2 separate regions of the Triticum aestivum genome follow, and region 1 is linked to region 2. The links are chromatin contacts, called in public Hi-C maps. All regions are on one chromosome and are shown on one strand. Each heading gives the region's core, a stretch centred on a gene start, on an enhancer-like site or on the middle of the called end of the contact. The rest is flanking DNA. Distances are from core to core; before and after follow the strand shown. Region 1 holds the start of LOC123070592 (pentatricopeptide repeat-containing protein At1g30610, chloroplastic). Region 2 holds the start of LOC123070590 (protein MALE DISCOVERER 1).

Region 1 (6,871 bases), core at 3,420-5,919, 330 kb after region 2:
CCTTACAAACCAAACAACCCACATAGGAAAATTTCCTAAAGATTCGAATCCTAAAATTCCTGAATCATTTTAAAAAAATCCCTGAATCACATTTCTAAGTTGCGTCTACATGTTTCTTAAAGAGTATTAGTAGCTGGTAGAAATTACCCTCGAATCAAAAGCTCTGCAATGAAAACTAGAGGGCCGGAACCGAATTCATATGTTCTGACTGCTTGCTTCGCATCTAAATATTAGTAGTTCCATGTCCCAATGCCTACTTCAACAAAAATATAATGTATGCAATCTGGTGTTTACTAGCTTGAGCACAAAAATTGTTAAACCATATATGTCTTGTGAAGTGTACAATCAAGAATAACACTGATTCTGCTCATAAGGCCATGATAGCAAATATTGCATTGTAAAATCACAATAAATCAGTCAAACCAACAAAATATATAACTCATTGATTCTTAAACTTCGTTGAAATACTTAACCATCAGTGTGCCCAATGTAAACTTATTCTCACATTTAAAAAATAAAGAATTGACAGTTGCAAGTAAATCAAGGTGAAATTAGCTAACAAAAGGAATTTCGCTGGGCTGTGGCAAATGTTATTACACATTAACTCATTAACTGCACTTGTATAAGCCAAACCTGGAGAAGTGCTTCTTTGCACCGCCCTCCACTGCAAAGGCACCGAGCAAGGTCATAATAGAGACTAGCTGAACCAACAATTCCACGATTTTCCATATCCTTCACGGACATGACTGCTTCATCAATCTTTCCTTCTCTCCAGAGTGCATTTACGAGAACTGTAACCAGCATGAAGTCTCAGACCTGAACTTTAAACTACCCATTTATTCAACTTGTAGTTATTACCTTTATAGTTCAATGCACCAGGTATTGATTTTTGCTTCACCCTGTCGAAGAACTCATACACCAAGTTATACTTGCCGCAAACAAGCATTACCTGCACTGCCATGAAGTTAAACTAGACTAAAAATGGATTATGTTGCACAAGAATTGCGCTTACTATATATAACATGGTGTTGTGGAAATCAGAAAAGAACCAAGCTTAAGTTAAAAAAATACAGGTGAAACATTCTGTATAATGAGCTGCTCTTAGGAAACCAGGGCACTTTCATGTGTAGTTCGATCAAAAAAATATTTTTAAAAATGCTTTGTTATGCTGCAGAAAATCTAGAGGTCTGTAGAAGTTCCCCTTCAGGGCCCAGCATAGTTGGGTGGGAGAGAATACAAAGAGTGTGTCATATTGTATTGTATGTGTATCACGATCAGCTTACCTCCATTACAAGACCATATGTTGTATTAGTTGGGCGAATATTCTTCTCTTTCAACTGTTGCAGTACCCAGAATGTCCCTTCCCACTGCTTTTGTTGAACGCAAGCATTCAAAACCTACAGATGAGCAGAAGCAGTTATGTTCAACTGATAAACTTCACCATGCTAATGCTGTGCTGATTCCATGCAAATATCATGTTTGCTACAAATGAACTAACCGCATTGTATACAATGAGGTCTGGTTCCAACCGAGGATCCCAATTCTGAACGGGGCCCACCATAAACTTCTTCTTAGGAGGGGAACGCATGCAATCAATCACATCAAATAGTTCTTTCACAAGACCAGCTTGCCCAAGAGTAACAGCGATACAATGATAAGCTGCGATGTCAGGATAAGAAGATAATTGGTCCTGCAAATGAAATATAGGAACAGCATCTAAATAAGATGACCATAAGATGAAGATAAGTATTTTTGCATAAAATAAGATGAAGATAAGTACAAGTTATACCAGCATGGTGTAAAATACATTCAATGCCTCGAAAGGTCTCTTTGCCTTCCCAAGAACATCAAGGACTGTTGTATAAATATACCTACATCAGAAGGTGCTTATAAAGATCATATGCACTTTATATACTAAGCAGTGTACCCGTTTAATGAGATCATGTGGAGGTACCAAGAAAAATTAATCCAAGAAACTACTTTAAGCATGCGCACATAGATCAACCAACTTATTCATATGGTTAACAACTTGGTAGCACTATAATTGTGCTACATATATCAAAGCAGTTAAAATGCATGATACAAAAACAAAAAATGCAGATTTAAGATCGATAAGAAACATAGAAACATATAAGTGGGCAGCTATTCTACCTGCTCTTGTAGGACTTGAATCTTTCACGTGATTGAAGCCATTCAACAACTTGCAGAACACGTTTCCAGTTTCCATATCGACCCAATATCTGAACAACCCTTAGGATAGAGTGATCAGTGAATTTGATCTGTGCATCATGAATCATCTTGGAGAATTTCCACTCTGGAGTATTTACATCTGTAGCATTGAGCCTTCAAAATATAGAATTGTACGATATTAACTAAAAATATATGATAATGGTGACTCATCGTGATTAATCATAATCAGTTGCGGAAAGCACGAAATACAAAAATATTTTTGTAGTCAGCTCAGCTTACAAGTTCCATTGCTGGGTTACCGTCAGTAATGTACTTTTTAAATAATTATCTGCATAAATGTATACAAGAATTCTCCAAAACAAACTGTAAATAATAATTTGCATCTAGGCATCACAATGTAAATAATAGCTTGGTAGTAATTTTTATTGTTGGAACGATCTGATAATGATTAAGGAATACATATTCCCGCTTTATAAACTGTGCATATAACCACTAAGCGTCAGAAGAATATATTTGAGCGAGACCTTTCTAGAAGTTCAGTATTATCACTTAGAATTATTTATCATGTAGTAATTTATAAGGATCAGCGGGAATGTAAGCTAAGTAGGTTAGACCTTTAGAGTTATCGTATATTTGATGTGAATGATGATGATAAATTGTGCCTCTAGTGAAGATACAAAGCAGTTTAAATACAATTTGAATAAAAAATTATAATATTAATGAGTACATGTAAACTACCATCATGGACCATATTTTTCCAAATTAAAAGAGGCTATTGCACCTGTCAAACAAAAATAAGAGGATGCTATGTTCAACTTATATGGCAGAAAGCATTAGAATACAAGCAATTATATGAAGACTTACCGACTAGCTAATTTCTGAATCCTCTCTTCTATTTCCATTTGAAGAGCCCGTGGCCTGTTCCTGACATCAGTGAATGCCTCAAAAGTCTTGAAAGCAGCCCTATCATCAACGACAGCATTTGAATCTCTTCTAACAAACTTCCCCTGTTGAACATTTTCTCCTCTGTGCATTCGAATTGTTTCAGGTTTTCCATGCTCCAAACTATCAATCCGATGACCATAATTCTCAGAAAATGTTTGTGTATGGCCGTATCCTTTGCTTACAGTAGGTATGCTATAGTCCACATTATTATCTCTAAAACTACCTACAAGATTTCTTCCTGAATTCTCTGTTCTTTGCTGGTATCTTTGAAATTTACTGTCAGCATTGACCTCACTACTGGAAACTTTTCCCTCCCTAGGATATTTGAAGTCATGTTCGTGTATATTACTTCTTGCATTGGTAGGCCTGGTGTTCCTCAATATAACGCTGCTATCCCGAGTCACAGAAGTACGACTTACAACAGAAGTTGCCCGTCCTTGTAAATCCTTCCGTGCATTTGACTGGGCATGCCTGTTCCCTGCTGATTCATGAACAACCACACCACCTTTATTATCTCTAGTCTTCACATATGATGCTGATGAAAACTGCTTGCGGTTGTCACTGTCAGTACTGTCCCCAATTCGGCTTCGTTCGCCTCGAATTATTCTTCTCTGTACATATTCTTCAACTTTCCTCTGACCATCACTGCTATTTTTAACATCACCCACTATTCTTTTCCCCACCAATCCAGCAAATTCTGCTGCGCTGTCATTCATCGCTGACCTCTCACCCCTACCTTGGTCACCCCCTCTGTCCCTTTGAGCCCCTCTATTCCTCTCAAATGATTTCTTCCTTGGATCAACTGACTCCCTATCATCTCGCCTACCAGCCGATGTATCGCCATCGCCCGCGAACCTCCTCCTGGAACCCCGGCCATCCGAATCGCCTCCCTGCAAACTCTTGCTCCTGTCCAACTTCACCGACTCCATCATCTTCACATAGTCGGTGAATGTGGGGCTAAAAGTGAGCTCCTTCTCGATGTGCCGCAACTCCGACGAGCCGGCACCGGCCTCGCCGCTAGCCAAGGCACCCGCCGCCCGGAACCCGGCATCAAGAAACCTGCCTCGTCTGACCAAACCCCAGCTCAACGGCGACGCGGAGACGTCCCTCCTCGGGACCAAAAAGCCGTGACCGGCGCTCGACTTAGGCGGCAGGGAGGGGAGCAAAACCCCGCACCCGCCCAGATTGAGCAGCCCCATGCTCGCGTTTGGCGGCACCCCCGCCATCGCCCCTGGTCGGCCGGTGGGTTCGCAGCCCCTACCGCATTCTTGTGGTAGCAGCCTCCACCGAGAAACTCGCTACTTCGGCAGGTGGCGGAACTGAATGAAATATTTTAAAAAAGACGAAAAATCGGCCGGCCCTAGCTGGGGAACGCAGGGCGCCGCTGGAAGAGCACGGCAAGAATCCTTTGACGGAGGCAGATGGATTCAGAGGAGTCAGAGCGCGAGTACCTTCCTGTCCTGCGTTATCTCCTCTTCGGGAGGCGGGGGAGAGAGGGAGCTGGGAAGGAAGGGGTGCGCGTGCTTCGACTGCGGAGAGAGAACGGCGATGATGATATTTTACCCGACGGGCCCAAAAATGGCGTTGCCCGATTGTGATCACTCAAGGCCCATGGCCTGCTATTCCTTCTTGCACATCATTGTCTCTTCGATTCTTTCTAAAATGTTGTCTTTCAGATTCGCTCAAAAAAAAATTCAGATCTACACAAACAAATTGAAAATTTGCAAAAGTATGCCCCTGTCGTTGCCGTCTCCGACGGCATCTCCAACACCGACCACCTGCAACCGCCCGGACCGCGTGGTCCTGCATCCGTCCACAGGCCGGCCCTGGCGTCCTTTTTTCTGCAAACCGAAAGCAAATCGTGGGGCTTTGCAGGAGTCCGAACCGCTGCTACGCAAGCGTCCAACAAACCTGGCCCACACAAAACCACTCTCCCTCCCGCGCTTTCCCACTAGAGCACCAGCTCCGCATTCATGTAGGCCAGAGCAGATGCGGCCGCTCACTAGAGCCAGCATTGGAGCGGTGCGCCGGCCAAGAGTGTCGCCCGCTACGCATGCCTTATCGTTGCATTGAAACGGCATATGTCAGCATGCCTACCGCCATTAAATCAACACGTGTGTCGAGGAACCTACTCCGGTGCCCCGAGCGCCACACGTCCGTCCCTGTGCTGCCCGGCATTAAACACCTCTCCTACTGGCGCCTTGAAGGAAATATGCCCTAAAGGCAATAATAAAGTTATTATTTATTTCCTTATATTATGATAAATGTTTATTATTCATGCTAGAATTGTATTAATTGGAAACATAATACATGTGTGAATACATAAACAAACAGAGTGTCACTAGTATGCCTCTACTTGACTAGCTCATTAATCAAAGATGGTTATGTTTCCTAGCCATGGACAAAGAGTTGTCATTTGATTAACGGGATCACATCATTAGGAGAATGATGTGATTGACTTGACCCATTCCGTTAGCTTAGCACTTGATTATTTAGTATGTTGTTATTGCTTTCTTCATGACTTATACTGTTCCTATGACTATGAGATTATGCAACTCCCGTTTACCGGAGGAACACTTTGTGTGCTACCAAACGTCACAACGTAACTGGGTGATTATAAAGGTGCTCTACAGGTGTCTCCGAAGGTACATGTTGGGTTGGCGTATTTCGAGATTAGGATTTGTCACTCCGATTGTCGGAGAGGTATCTCTGGGCCCTCTCGGTAATACACATCACTTAAGCCTTGCAAGCATTGCAACTAATGAGTTAGTTGCGGGATGATGTATTACGAAACGAGTAAAGAGACTTGCCGGTAACGAGATTGAACTAGGTATTGAGATACCGACGATCGAATCTCGGGCAAATAACATACCGATGACAAAGGGAACAACGTATGTTGTTATGCGGTCTGACCGATAAAGATCTTCGTAGAATATGTGGGAGCCAATATGAGCATCCAGGTTCCACTATTGGTTATTGACCAGAGACGTGTCTCGGTCATGTCTACATAGTTCTCGAACCCGTAGGGTCCGCACGCTTAACGTCACGATGACAGTTATATTATGAGTTTATATGTTTTGACGTACCGAAGGTTGTTCGGAGTCCCGGATGTGATCACAGACATGACGAGGAGTCTCGAAATGGTCGAGACATGAAGATTGATATATTTGAAGCCTATGTTTGGATATCGGAAGTGTTCCGGGTGAAATCGGGATTTTACTGGAGTACCGGGAGGTTACCGGAACCCCCCGAGAGGCTAATGGGCCTTAGTGGGCCTTTACGGAGAAGAGGAGAGGCGGCCAGGGCTGGGTCGCGCACCCCTCCCCCCTAGTCCGAATAGGACAAGGAGAGGGGGGTGGCGCCCCCCTTCCTTCCTCTCTCCCTCCTCTTTCCCCCTCCCAAGTCCTAATCCAACTAGGAAAGGGGGCAAGTCCTACTCCCGGTGGGAGTAGGACTCCTCCCGACGCGCCTCTCCCCTTGGCCGGACGCCCCCCCCCCTTGCTCCTTTATATACGGGGGCAGGGGGCACCCTAGACACAACAATTGATCATTGATCTCTTAGCCGTGTGCGGTGCCCCCCCTCCACCATAGTCCACCTCGATAATACTGTAGCGGTGCTTAGGCGAAGCCCTGCGTCGGTAGAACATCAACATCGTTACCACGCCGTCATGCTGACGAAACTCTCCCTCAACACTCGGCGGGATCGGAGTTCGAGGGACGTCATCGAGCTGAACGT
Region 2 (6,659 bases), core at 595-3,094:
ATAAAAGGGGCAGTTGCCGATGCAGCATCCATTCAACAATAAATCAACACTAAAACAACTCTTGAAGAGAGAAGGATACAGTCAAATGGAAGACCCGTTAAACAGAAGATGAACTGCATTTCCATTTTCCAAATAGACTCATGAGCCACTAGTAAACATTGAGGAGGAAGAAAACAAAGAGGAAATCATCCAACTCACAGCATCACAACCCTGTCATCGGCGCAGCGGACGCCGTTCCAACCGCAAGGGTCGGCGTCCCGCGCGCTCCAGCCTGCCATGGCGCCATGCGGATCCTCCTCCACCCTAGACTGGAACTTGAGCAGCGCTGAGCCTGCAGCACGAGCACCAAAACCCCAATCGATCAGCCACACCAGAACCCCAAGAGCTCAACCCCCAAAAGCACCAAAAAAGAAAACAACACCGGCGAGCTGTCTGCCCCCTACCTTCAAGGTTGATCGCGGAGCAGCCACAGCAGACGCACTGAAGCGCCAGCGCGACAACCGCGCAGTAGAGCAGCGCGTCCATCTCCCACATTTCCACTGGCGCGCGGCGGCTCACATGATCCTCTTGGCGAGCCTCTTGAGCAGCCTGGAGTGCATGGTCAGGCGCGAGGGACGCCCATGGCGTGGCGCGGCGCCTACTTAACCCTTATTGGCACGGCAGCAGAGCAAAGCCTGACGACACGCTCCCGCTCCTGCGGCCGCCTGCAAGAAAGACAGAGACAAAAAGAGCTCAGAAACGTGTGTGTGTGAGTGTGTGTGTGTGTGGGGGGGGGGGGGGGGGGGGGGGGGGGGGGGGAGCAGAGGAAACTTGCGTCGCTCAAAAAGCAAAGGAGCAGCTTTGGCTTTTTGCCTGGTGATTCGCCTCTGCCAATTTCGCTTACGCCGCACGCGATTCGATCCGAGGAGATGGAGAAGAGAAGCTTACACGCCGCGGCGTTGGGGAACGGAGGGGAGGAGGAAGACGGAGGAGGGGAGAGGGAAACAGCGGTCGTCCGTTCTTGGAGGAACAAGTAGTAGTAGTCGGAGAAAATCAAGAAGGACAACACAGCTAGAGAAGAAAAATACACTAGTAGTAGTATATAATATTCAGAGCAGCAGACAAGGGAAGATAGTAAATTTTTAATGGCGCTCCAATCTCCCAATGTCTAAGATTGCGTTTTCTTGGAGGAAAAATGGGGCGGAAGAATTCCACGGCCATCTGTCAGACGATTCCGCGCTGGGATACCGGGTCGGGATTAAAGAATCGGACAGGACGGTCGCTGTCGAGGGCCATGACAAAGGGCTCCGCAGCCCACGCGAGCCTCGTCGTCGCCGGCGACGGGTTCGACGCCTAGCCTTTTTAAAATTGCAGAAATCCTTTCGTGCTCATCATCACAGATGTCAATAAACTATGCTCCCATCCCATTTAACATTTTTATAAACCAATTGCAATCAGGCATCCTCAGCGACGCCAAATGCGATTGCAGCAAAAATCGCCTCCTTCTTTTCTCTTGCTGCTAAGGGTACTTGACATTAAACCAAGCAGGTCGAGAATCTCGAAGGTTGATACAGCGAAATGCTTTTAAATGGAGTAAAATTCAGAGGTAGTCAGCGGAAGCCTCCTGGCCTTACCCGTTTTTTTCTGGATTTTCGAAACGAACAGGAGGATGGTCGGCGTTCGCCGGTCGGAGGCTTCCCTCCCCTCCCGGGGAGATCCTCCAAGGGGGGGACGGTGACGGTGACGGTGGCCGGCGGCGGGCGCGAAAGAGAGAGGGGGTGGACGGAGGAGGAGACGTGCGGTGGGCCCGCGGCGGGACAGGTGGGACGCGCAAAGGAAGGAGGGCGAATTTTTTAAGTTGGAATGATTTTTGCCGATTTTATTGATGCCCGGCTCGGGCCTAGCTGTCCGCCAGTATCCTTGTTATCTTTCTTTCTTTCTTTTCTATTTCTTTGCTTCCCAGATTATTATTCACGTCCTGTCTGTTTGTTGGCTCCCACGTTGTGTGTCGTTGCCTCTTGTCGTGCGCGCCAGTCTCCAGCCTGCCTGCCTGCCTCCAACCCACTGCTATTTCGATATCTGGTGAGGGGAATGAAGGTACAGAGTATCCGGGCAGTTGTATCTTAATCTTTTTTATTAATTTTACGGGAAAAACTTTCAGTCTATTCATGTGACAGCATAGAGAACACTAGGACAAGCTGATTATGTTTCTGTTTATTGCAAGGCTCAGACATAGCCGCCGCCTCCTCTTAAAGAAAAAAACTTAGGATAATGATGGAGCCTACGTGCATAGGCTTGTGCGGTTTGTTTCTGATGGGCACACTGCTGTGGCGGTTAATGACAGATTAGTAACTTCTTCACCAACGATAGAGGCCTGCGGCGAGGGGATCACATTTCTCCCGCTTCTCTTTAACTTCGTTGCAGATAGGGATGAAAATGGAGTGAAAACTTTCCGTTTTTCCGGTTGAAATATGAAAACGAAGAGGAAATATGAAAACAAAAATTGAAATTTGCAAAATGGAAATGGAAACATAATATTTTATTGGAAATGAAAACAAAAACGGAACGGTGTTTTATGATGGAACAGGTGTGGAGACGGAACTTTCCGTTTCCGTGAATATGAAATTTTTGTTTTTTACTATAGCCATGTGGCTGCTTTGTAGCCCAACCACCAAACAATACACAATGACACAATGATTAGAATGGATCATTCAAGGCTCAACTTCTACCAACACAGACGTACTCAACTAGATTCTATACGCAATTGCCAGTACTACAATACTATGCTAAGTTCCTAACATAATCATATTATTTTATAGCCATGTCAGCAATTCATTAAATTTGTTTGTTTTGGTGTGTACTTATTTATGATTCAAGGGATTTTTAATTTTCGGTCAATGCCCACTTCTGTTTTCGTGTCCGTTTTGTATTCGCTCCATGTTCGTTTCCGCTAGTATCTGTTTCCGTATTCATTTCCGGGGTTTTTGTATTCGTTTCCTCTTTTGCAAAGAAATATGAAAACAAATGTGGTAGCACCCATTTCCGTCTGTTTTCATCCCTAGTTGCAGATGTGTTTCTTGTATTCTCTTGAGGGCCTCCGTGGCAGGCCATATTTCCCCTGTAATTTCGCACCTCATCCCGGAAGGGGTATCACACCTTCAGTATGCAGATGACACTATCATCATGGTCGAGCTCGGTGATCTTTGTCTGGCTCTGAAATTTCTTTTGCTCTGTTTTAAATCGTTCTCAGGTCTGAAAATCAATTTCTCTAAGAGTGAAGCTCTGGCCATTGGGGTGACCGAGCACGAGGCGTTAAGAGTTTCCCAACGGCTTAATTGTCAGCGTGGGTCGTTCCCTTTTAAGTATCTTGGTCTTCCTATTGCTCCTTTCAAACTACACGCTAAAGATTGTTCACCCCTTGTCGCCAAGGTTGGCAATCGGGTCATGCCCTGGCGTGGTAGGTACAACACCAGCGCGGGCAAGGTATGCCTCACCAATGCATGCCTTCCCTTCCCATGTTCACAATGGGTTTCTATCGTCTCAACGATGGGACCCATGCGGGTTTCGACAAACATAGGAGTGCCTTTTACTGGAATGCTGCTGATAACCGCCGAAAATACTGTCTGGTTAAATGGCAGCACATCTGTCGCCCCAAATCCTACAACGGTCTAGGTATTCTGAACACTTCAATCATGAACAAGTGCCTGATCATCAAGTGGTGGTGGAAGATTCGCACTACGGGCCCCGGCTCTCTGTGGTTTGCCCTGTTGAAAACAAGTACTTCCCCAATGGTAGTCCCCTCTTTGCCTTGGTCGCGGGTGGCTCATTGTCCTGGCGTGATCTGGTTAAAGTGCGAGATGATTTCAGAGCTCACATCAAGTTTTTGGTGGGGAATGGGTCCTTTGTTCGGTTCTGGCTTGATTGGTGGTGTGGGGATTTCCCCTTAGCTGTTGCCTTCCCTACCTTATTTTCGTATTGTTCATCTCCGGAGATCTCAATCTCTGAGCTCTCCCACACAGTTTGGGACCTAGGTTTTAGGAGAACCCTTTCTCCCGAAGAGTTGGGTGACTAGAAGCTTCTTGCTACCAATTTCCCTGTTTTCTCGGAGGAGAATGATTCTGTCATCTGGCCTCATACTACCTCTGGTAGATTCTCTGTCAAGTCACTCTATGGTCGTCTTATTTATAGTACGCCTACTAATAAGTTCAAGGATGTATGCAAAGCTTGGGTACCTCCCAAGACTAAATTTATTCTATGGCAGGCTATCAGAGGGCGCCTGTCGGCGACTGATCAGATCAGGAAAAGGAATGGCCCCGGGTCCGACCGTTGTGCCCTATGTAACTCTTTGGAAAACTCTGGCCATATTTTTTTCGGTTGTGCTCTTGCTAAACTAGCTTGGTCCTTTATTCGTGAGTGGATGGGAGTTCCCTGGGCTCCGTCCTCGTTCGCTGAACTAAGGCCTTTGATCTCTAGTCTGCTGGGGCAGAAGAAACGACTCTTCTGGGTTGGGTTCCCAGCGCTCTGTTGGGCACTTTGGACCACCAAAAACAAATTTACTGAGCATATTTTTTCGAACAGACTGGCTGATTGCTGGTTTAAAACGTTGATCTTTCTACAGTAGTGGAAATTATTGACTAAGGAGGATGAGCGAGTCGCTTTGGAGGAGCTGATTTCAAGAGTTCGCGGTTTTGCTTCTTCCCTCGTACAACAAACTGGCGCTACTTGAGTCTCGCCTGATGTCTTCATTCTGCTCTCTTTTGGCTTGTTAGGTTGTTGGCCTGCGTGCCGCTTGCTTTGGCCTGGTGGCCCTGTATGGATGTTTAAACCTTGCCCGTCTGAGGGTGTTGATGTTGGTTCGGTCATGTGGTTGCTACTTTGCCTGGTGGCTTTATTTATAAAGTCAGGCACATGCCCTTTTACTAGAAAAACTTAGTGTTCCGTCTCTGATGGCTCTACCCATGGAGGTGCGATGGACCCGGTATAGGAGTTTTTTTAGGTGTTTTATGAGTTTGTTTTATGGTTTGTGTCCTACTCAAGAAGAGGAGGTGGTGACGGCTACTTGAAGATGAAATAAGGTTCTCACTGTCTATTCCCTATTTGTGTGATGTGTGTAGCGTCATCGGAGGGTGTGTGGTGGTGTGTCTATGGCAGATCTCACGGGATTCAGTCAGTGAAGGTCTTCGACGGATCTTCTTGGATCCATTCTTTGTTCATCTTCGCTCGCGTGTCTACAAATTAGATCCTTTCAATCTATATTTCTCTTTGCCGATGATGGTTGTTGTTTTGATGTGTCGGTTCCATGGGGCCTTAGCACGATGACTTCCCGACTGTATACTACAACAAGTTTGGCCCGACTTCGGTGAGGGAGGGGCAATGCTAACAGCGCGCCTTCGGTTTGCTCCAGTACTTGTAGTCATCACTAGATGGTCTATGCGCATAGATGTAATGGTTTTTATTTCAGTGTTCTTTGAATAGTCGTGGCATGATGAATAAATCAAAAGTTTTTCTTGCAAAATAGAGAGAATACCACGAGTAAAACAAAAAATACAACCATATCTGTGGACCACCTAGTGACTATTACAAGCACTGAAGTGAAGGCGCGCCACCATCATCGCCCTCCCTTGCCAGAGTCAAGCAAATTTTATTGTAGTAGACAATCGAGAAGTCGTCATGCTAAGGCCCTACAGGACCAACACACTAGAACAACAATCATTGCCAATGAAGATAAGCGTAGATCGGAAGGATCTAACATGTAGACACTCGATCGAAAATGAACGAAGACTGGATCCAAACATATACACAGAAGACCAGCACCGGTCGAATCTCATGAGATCCGACGGAGACACACTACCACATGTCCTCCGGCGACGCCAGACGCACCATCGGGGCGGGGACCAGACACGGGAGGCATTATTCCTACTATGGGACATCACTATCGCCACACAGCCCCAACCAAGGTACCAACATGCTCGACAGGGGAACAACATCTTGAACTTAGGACGATCAACCGAACAAGAATGAGAGCATGATCCCTTCGGGCAGCGAGGGGTTGGGGTCCTCCACATCTCCACGGCCTAAAGGCCATTGAAGACAAAGAGAACCGGTCGCGACGCCGATGGGAGGAGGAGAAACCCTAGTCGCATTGGAGTAGCTTCTTGGGGAAGAGGCAAGGAGAAATGCGTCGCTTTTAATTATGCAAGTATTACGGACAAGATTAGTGTTTTTTTTTGAGAGAAATGTCGGTTTTATTAATTACTTAGAATAAAGGTACAAAGAGTCTCCCGGATATATTCCGGAGTAGAATGGAAAACAACAAGACTAGGTAAATACTTACAAGACTTAGCTAAAATATGAGCAGCTACATTAACTTGCCGATGAACATACTTGAACTCCACAGAGTCAAAGATCCTCGAAGCTTTACCACAGTACCAACAATGGAACGGTCAAAGGTGCTAGCATTAATCATGTTCACACGCGACTGGCAATCTGTAGCAAAAATTACATTGGAGAAGTGTTCATCGCATGTTAGTTGCACAGACCTTGATTGGGAATTATACTTGTATGTCACCACATTCATTTTTCTCGATCCCCTCCTTTCTCTCAGTTTTGATTTTTTTAATCTTTTTATCTTTGGTTATTTCATAGTTTTCCTTGAAACCGGCTTTACTATCACATCTTTT

What was found. A called contact is a pair of places that touch in the nucleus more often than the background predicts.
Region 1: a contact with region 2 is called in a Hi-C map of leaf, with 4 times the contacts expected there. The contact joins the promoter of LOC123070592 here to the promoter of LOC123070590 in region 2. A contact is called at or near these places in 3 of 5 Hi-C or Micro-C datasets (leaf and an unstated tissue) and 1 of 1 datasets of contacts at active chromatin or transcription factors (leaf).

Annotation. Positions count from the first base shown.
Region 1 is chr3B:502,257,221-502,264,091 of IWGSC CS RefSeq v2.1, forward strand. LOC123070592 (pentatricopeptide repeat-containing protein At1g30610, chloroplastic) reads right to left here and starts at 4,670. Exons shown (of 9, transcript XM_044493855.1): 1 at 3,055-4,670; 2 at 2,152-2,343; 3 at 1,790-1,871; 4 at 1,499-1,690; 5 at 1,284-1,397; 6 at 859-949; 7 at 634-791. The coding sequence starts at 4,361.
Region 2 is chr3B:501,932,071-501,938,729 of IWGSC CS RefSeq v2.1, forward strand. It overlaps LOC123070590 (protein MALE DISCOVERER 1), which reads right to left and starts at 1,845. Exons shown (of 13, transcript XM_044493854.1): 1 at 1,614-1,845; 2 at 444-704; 3 at 199-331. The coding sequence starts at 534.